Linked DNA regions of Sus scrofa: region 2 is linked to region 1. Evidence: chromatin contacts called from public HiChIP or PLAC-seq data. All regions are on one chromosome and are shown on one strand. Each heading gives the region's core, a stretch centred on a gene start, on an enhancer-like site or on the middle of the called end of the contact. The rest is flanking DNA. Distances are from core to core; before and after follow the strand shown. Region 1 overlaps NF1 (neurofibromin). Region 2 holds the start of KSR1 (kinase suppressor of Ras 1).

Region 1 (3,129 bases), core at 237-2,736:
GCCACAATGGGAATGCCTATTTTGCTTTTTTTTTTTTTTCCAGTACTTTTTGGCACTTTTCTTGATTAGATCCTCTCCAACAGAAACAGAGGAATAATAGTAACACTTATTATTTTTTTGATTCTAGAAATACGGTGGTGATTATACTGTTTCCAAATTTTAGTTGAATGTTCTTAAACTTTGTCATAGTATAATATGAGAAGTTAAATAAGTGAAGTTAAACTGAAGCTGAAACATAAATATTATAAGGTTTGTTCTTTCATTTGTGGGATCTTCTGTTTCATTCATTCATTTGCCACACCCATGGCATGTGGAAGTTCCCAGGCCAGGGATCAAACATGCGCCACAGCAAGGACAATGCCGAATTCCTAACTGCTAGGCCGCTAGGAAACTCCCGTGTCTGACTTTCAGAGTGCATAAAGAATTAGGTTAGCGTTTTTCTTCTAGTTTTAATTCTGCTGTATATTTATATACCTCTTATCGGGGCTCAAATGTTTCTTGATTTTCCACAAGTTTCTTGATTTTCAGTTCCACAATTTCAGGTTTCCCTTGTCATATATTGCTTTGATAATGTTCCATTCTTTGACATAGTGAATTCCATTATCAGCTGAAAATATATTATACTATATATTTTCAGCTTACCTTTTTGCCCAGGCCTGATATAAATGTCTAACTTTATTGAATATTTAAGTGCTTCAAAATATTTTATCTCTAACTGAATTAGAAAAAATAGGTACAATATTTTATTTCTTACTTTTGGTCTTTAAAGGGCTATAATTTGACTATCACAACAGAAAAATTGCTTTTCACGTAGATATAAGAAACCACTAATAGATCCCTGTTAGTAGATCAATTTCCTCATTCGGTATATATTTTTCAAAAGGAATATTTTTAATGGATGGATGATAATTCACCTCTATAGTATAAATACCTCTATAGTAGTTCATTTCAAAATGTTGTCTTTCAAAAGTCTTTGTGAAACTACCAGTTTTTAATGTAGTGGTATCAGTTTATATTCGCCATATGTGCATTTGCATACCTTGTGACCCAGCAATCCCATCCTTAAGTGTGTACCTTACAGAAATAGATCCCTAGGTCAGCAAAAGACACATTCAAAAATGTTCATAACAGCACTGTTCAAAATAACTAGTCTCGGAGTGCCCGTTGTGGCACAGTGCAAACAAATCCAACTAGGAACCATGAGGCTGCAGTTCGATCCCTGGCCCTGCTCAGTGGCTTAAGGATGTGGCATTGCCATGAGCTATGGTGTAGGTTGCAGATGCGGCTCAGATCTCGTGTTGCTGTGGCTGTGGTGTAGGCTGGCAGTTATAGCTCCAATTAGACCCCCTAGCCTGGGAACCTCCATATGACGCCGGTGTGTTCCCAAAAAGCAAAAAAAAAAAAAAAAAAAAAGGTCTCTGTATGGCTATCCAATGCCAAAAAAGGAAGAGAAAGGAAAACTAAATTGAGGACTGTTGAATGAAGTAATATATTGCAACAACAATGAATGAACTACAACTGCACAGAATAGTGTGGCTAAATCTCACTAATATTATGTTGAGTGAAAGAAGACAGATATTAAGAATATGTTTCTATAGCTTCATTTATATAAGTTTAACAATAGGAAAATGATTGTATTCAGTTGATGGCTACCCTTAGTTGTTAATGACTGGAAAGGGCAAATGAAAAGTTCTGGGACGCTGGTAATGATTTCTTTTTTTATGTGGGTGTTGGCTGCACAGGTATGTTTGCCTCCTAATATTTTGCACTGTCATTTCAATTTACACATATTTTTGTATGTGTATTACACTTCAATTTTAAAAAACTATACAAAGATGCAAAAAATTTAAAAAGTAAAAAAATCCAAACTTAAGATTAAAGCATACACATTTTTAAAGAGAAACCACATATTTTTGGCACAGACTAATATAATCAATCAAGAATATCAAATTCCTTTAAAAACTTTGATTTACTTGAATGAACCTTGCCAACACTATGCCAAGTAAAAGAAACCAGTCACTAGAGACGACATATTGTGTGATTCTATTTATGAGAAATGTCCAGAATAGGCTACTGAAACATAAAGTAAAATAGTGACTGCCTAGGGCTGGGGGCAAGGGTGTGGGAGGAAGGTTAAGGATGATAGCTAAAGAGTGTAGGCTTTGATTAAACTGTGGTGATGGATGCACATTCTGTGAATATACTAAAAAACCACTGAATCATACACTTTAAACAAATGAATTATATGGTATGTGAATTATATATCAATAAAACAATTATCAAAAAAAAATTCTTTCATTCTAAAGCTACATGCCCTCTCCAAATAATATTAGGTACAGACTTTTGCTTCAAAAAACACAACTTTTTTTTCTTGTTCTTATTAACCAGGACAAGAAAAAAAGGGAATCTAATGAGTTTTTCTAAAATACCTAATAATAAGAACAATGTGGGCATTACAAATCAAACATACACAAATATCAATTAATTATTAATTTCCAGGGTAACTGATGATAAGAGTTGATAAATAAAATGTCCAAACTTTAAAACTTTATTTAACATGTGGATTCAATCTTCTGGCCACCAGATCTCTTAATTAGAGTATCTAATAAAATAGTAAAATATATTATTTCAATTTTATTTTTCTCTACCTCTACTGTCCCTTTCCTAAAAATTCCATGAAATGCTCTGATGGCGAAAGAAAAAGAAAAGAGGGGAAAGGAATGGTCTCTACCATAAATCATCTCTAGCTCAGAGGTGCCCAACATTTCTGTAATGATGAAAGCATTTTCTACCTGTGTTATCCATAGCAGTCAATTTCCACATGTGGCTATTTTAGGACAAAGAAACTGAATTTTAATCATATTTAATGTTAATTAAGTTAAATTTTAATTTGACTAGTGGCTACTGTACTAGTGCAGGTTCAGATGAACCACATCTAAATGTCATTCTTAAGACAATTATGTTATTATACTAAGAGTGACTCACAAAAGATTACTGAAGTAAAGTACATATATTTAGCAGACAAAATTGACTAACAGACAAAATTGACTTCACAAACTCACCTGGCCATCTTCCATTTTGGCTTTCGGGTAGTTGAGGATTAGTTTTGTAGCTTGTTCCCACTTTGCA
Region 2 (2,949 bases), core at 63-2,562, 300 kb after region 1:
TATCTCTTCAAGTATCTGCTTTCAATTCTTTCTGGTATATATGCAGAAATAGAATCACTGGATCATATTCCTCATTTTGAGCAACCACCATATACTGTTTTTGACAGCAGCCACACCATTTTGCGTCCCCGCCAACAGTGCACAAGTGTTCCAGTTTCTCCACATCCTTTTCAACACTTCAGATGACTTGGTGTTCCATAATAGCTATCCTAATGGGTGAAGTGGTATCTCATTGCGGTTTTGATTTGCATTTCTTTAAAGATTAGCGATATCGGGTATGTTTTCTTGGGCTTATGGGCCATTCCTGGATCTTCTTTGGAGAAATGTCTATTCAAATCCTTTGCCCGTTTAAAAATCCTGTGGCGTGTTTTTTGGTTGTTGGTTCATAGGAGTTCTTTATATATTCTGGATAGCGACCCCTTATCGTGTAGAGTTTGCAAGTATTTTCTCCTGACCTGTGGGCGGCCTCTTCACTCTGTTATTTGTGCCCTTTGATGTACATCATGGAGGAGATTTTTAAGTGTTGGTAGAAGTCAGCCAGTTTGGGCAGCAGTGAAATGAGGGGAAGGTATTTCCATCAAAGGAAACAGCCAGTGTAAACACACAGAAGAAAGAAATAGCAAAGAGCAAGTAGTTGAGTCTTGCTAGAGCATGTGTGCAGGAGGTAGGAAGTGGAGAGAGGTGAGGCTGGACACACAGAACAATAGGCCAGCTAAGTGGCTTGGGTCGTGGTCCCAGGACTCCTGCCTCAGCATCAGCTACTAGGAGTTTGTTAAAAATGCACTGCTGTTGCCCCAGCCCTGACCTACTCTGGTGGGGGGCCTGGAGATCTGGGTTTTAACCAGCCCATGGGATTATTCTGATCTTCCGTCAAGTTTGAGCACTATTCCAGGGACAATGGGGAGCCACTAGGGGGCCGGGCTAGGCCGATGGAAAGATGACCTGCCGGTTCTTCAGGTTGGGGCGCCCCCATATGGCTTTACCCCATCGTCCTCCAGCCACCCCACCCGGCTGCCTCCAACTGCCCTCCCGCCCCCAGCTATCCCCCCCGGAGTGTGAGGCTTTCTGCTGGGTTGGGGTCAGGGGTCACGGAGGGGGCCCGCGCTGCTGCAGCCAGGCCCACATTCCTCTCACTTCCCGCCATTGTCCCGGGTTCCTGTGGCCGCGACTCCTCACTGGCCCGGCCGCCCTAAGGCCCCCGGGGGGTGATGACTCATTTCCTTTCTCCCGAGTGACATAATCCAGTGCCCAGCTCAGCAGACCTGGATCTCGGGCCGCTGGGAGCTTCCCGGCCGGCAGGGGGCGGCCGAGCCCGCCTTCCCCGGACGCGCGAGCAGAGCCGGAGCCCGCTTCCCTGGCCGCCCTCCACCCCCACCCCCGGGACCCCCTTCCCTGGCTGATGAGGAGCAGGGGAAGCAGAACAAGACCTCTGACCTTGCTCTTGCCTACCCTCTGCCCGAAATCAGACCCCGAACGGTCACAGATGGGGAAATCCGGACCTGGGAGAGGGGTGTGTTTTGACAAGGCAGAGCAGCCCATCCTGAGAGGCGCGGGACTGGAACTCAGCACTCTGGGCCCCCCAGGCCCGTGATTTTCCCTGCAGACACGCAGGTATTAATTTTTCCCTCCTCGCTGCCAACCTGCTCCCCCGTGATGTTTCCAGTACAAGGTTTGCAGACAATAATATTTCCCAGATTCGGATCATTTCTGGGCCCTGAAACAGTGTCACCCCCTGGAAGCTACAGAAGCTGAGGGCTCCACTTGCTTCCCAGGTGGAGCCTGAAGTTACTGGGTGGTGACCCAGCCCCAGCGTGGACTGAGCACCCAGCTGACTGGCTTTGCAAGGAGGTGTCCCTCTGCGCCCAGTGCCGGCCCCTCTGGATGGGTGCCTCTCTCCTCTGCTTTCCCTCCAGGCTCCCAGGAGGCAGGGAGACTCATTCCAGTAAAATACCTCCCCTTCCCCCCACGGCTGACGTGGCGAAAGGACGCAGGAAATGATGGTCATTATTATTACCAGGTAAGGTACCTTATCTTGTTGCCTCAATTTCCTCACCTGTAAACTGGGTGTATAATAACGTACAGAGTTATTGTGAGGATTAAATGAGTTCGGACTCAGAAGATGCTTATAGCAGAGCTTGGCGTCTGATAAGCACTAGAGACTCTTCCAGAATTTGGGCTCCATGAAGGCAGAGATTCTGTCTGTTGTCTTTCTTTGGGCACTGCTGTATCTCTAACATCTAGAAAACTGTCTGGTGAAAACTAGGAACCCAGGAAATACTTGTTGAATGAATTGAATGAATGAATGAATGAGTGAATTTTAGCCATTACTATTGCCTAGGCTGATTTTACTCTAGGATCTAGGCCTGTCAGAGCAGGCCTGAAGGATTAAAGGGGAAGATTTTTTTCTTTTTTGTAATTTATTTTATTGAGATATAGTTTATTTACGATGCTGTATTCATTTTTGCTGTACAGCAAAGTGATCGAGTTATATGTGTATATATTCTTTTTCACGTTCTTTTCCATTATGGTTTATCACAGGATATTCAGTGTAGTTCTCTGTGCTGTGTAGTAGGGCGTTGTCATTTATCCATTCTATATATAATAGTTCGCATCTGCTAGTCCCAACTTCCCAATTTCCCCCTCTCTACCCCTCCTTCCCCTCGGCAACCACAAATCTGTTCTCTATGTCTGTGAGTCTGTTTCTGTTTCGTGGATAAGTTCATTTGTGTCATTTTTGTGTGTGTATCATATTTTAGATTCTGTAGGGATTCCGGTTGTGGCATAATGGGTTAAGGATCTGGTATAGGTGTGATATAGGTCACAGCTGTGACTCTGATTCCATCTCTAGCCGAGGAATCCCATATACTGTGGGTACAATGGAAAAAAAAGATTCCAATATAATCGATATCGTATGGCATTTGTCTTTTTCTGACTTAGTACGAGACTCTC

The links. HiChIP or PLAC-seq counts read pairs in DNA pulled down with a chosen protein or histone mark.
Region 2: an H3K27ac HiChIP or PLAC-seq map of alveolar macrophages shows a contact between it and region 1. The contact joins the promoter of KSR1 here to the enhancer-like site in region 1. A contact is called at or near these places in 1 of 5 promoter capture datasets (liver), 18 of 47 Hi-C or Micro-C datasets (alveolar macrophages, blood, embryonic fibroblasts and 9 more) and 2 of 2 datasets of contacts at active chromatin or transcription factors (alveolar macrophages and skeletal muscle).

Annotation. Positions count from the first base shown.
Region 1 is chr12:43,628,580-43,631,708 of Sscrofa11.1, forward strand. NF1 (neurofibromin) reads right to left here. Exons shown (of 59, transcript XM_021067460.1): 21 at 3,063-3,129. Among named protein-coding and RNA genes, the nearest start is that of OMG, 62 kb to the left of the region's middle. Within about 2 kb of position 1,487, at least 1 of the 83 cell types and tissues checked has an H3K27ac peak or open chromatin away from gene starts, as enhancers often do. A contact at or near this core is called in alveolar macrophages, where this site is marked.
Region 2 is chr12:43,925,910-43,928,858 of Sscrofa11.1, forward strand. KSR1 (kinase suppressor of Ras 1) reads left to right here and starts at 1,313. Exons shown (of 19, transcript XM_021067472.1): 1 at 1,313-2,017.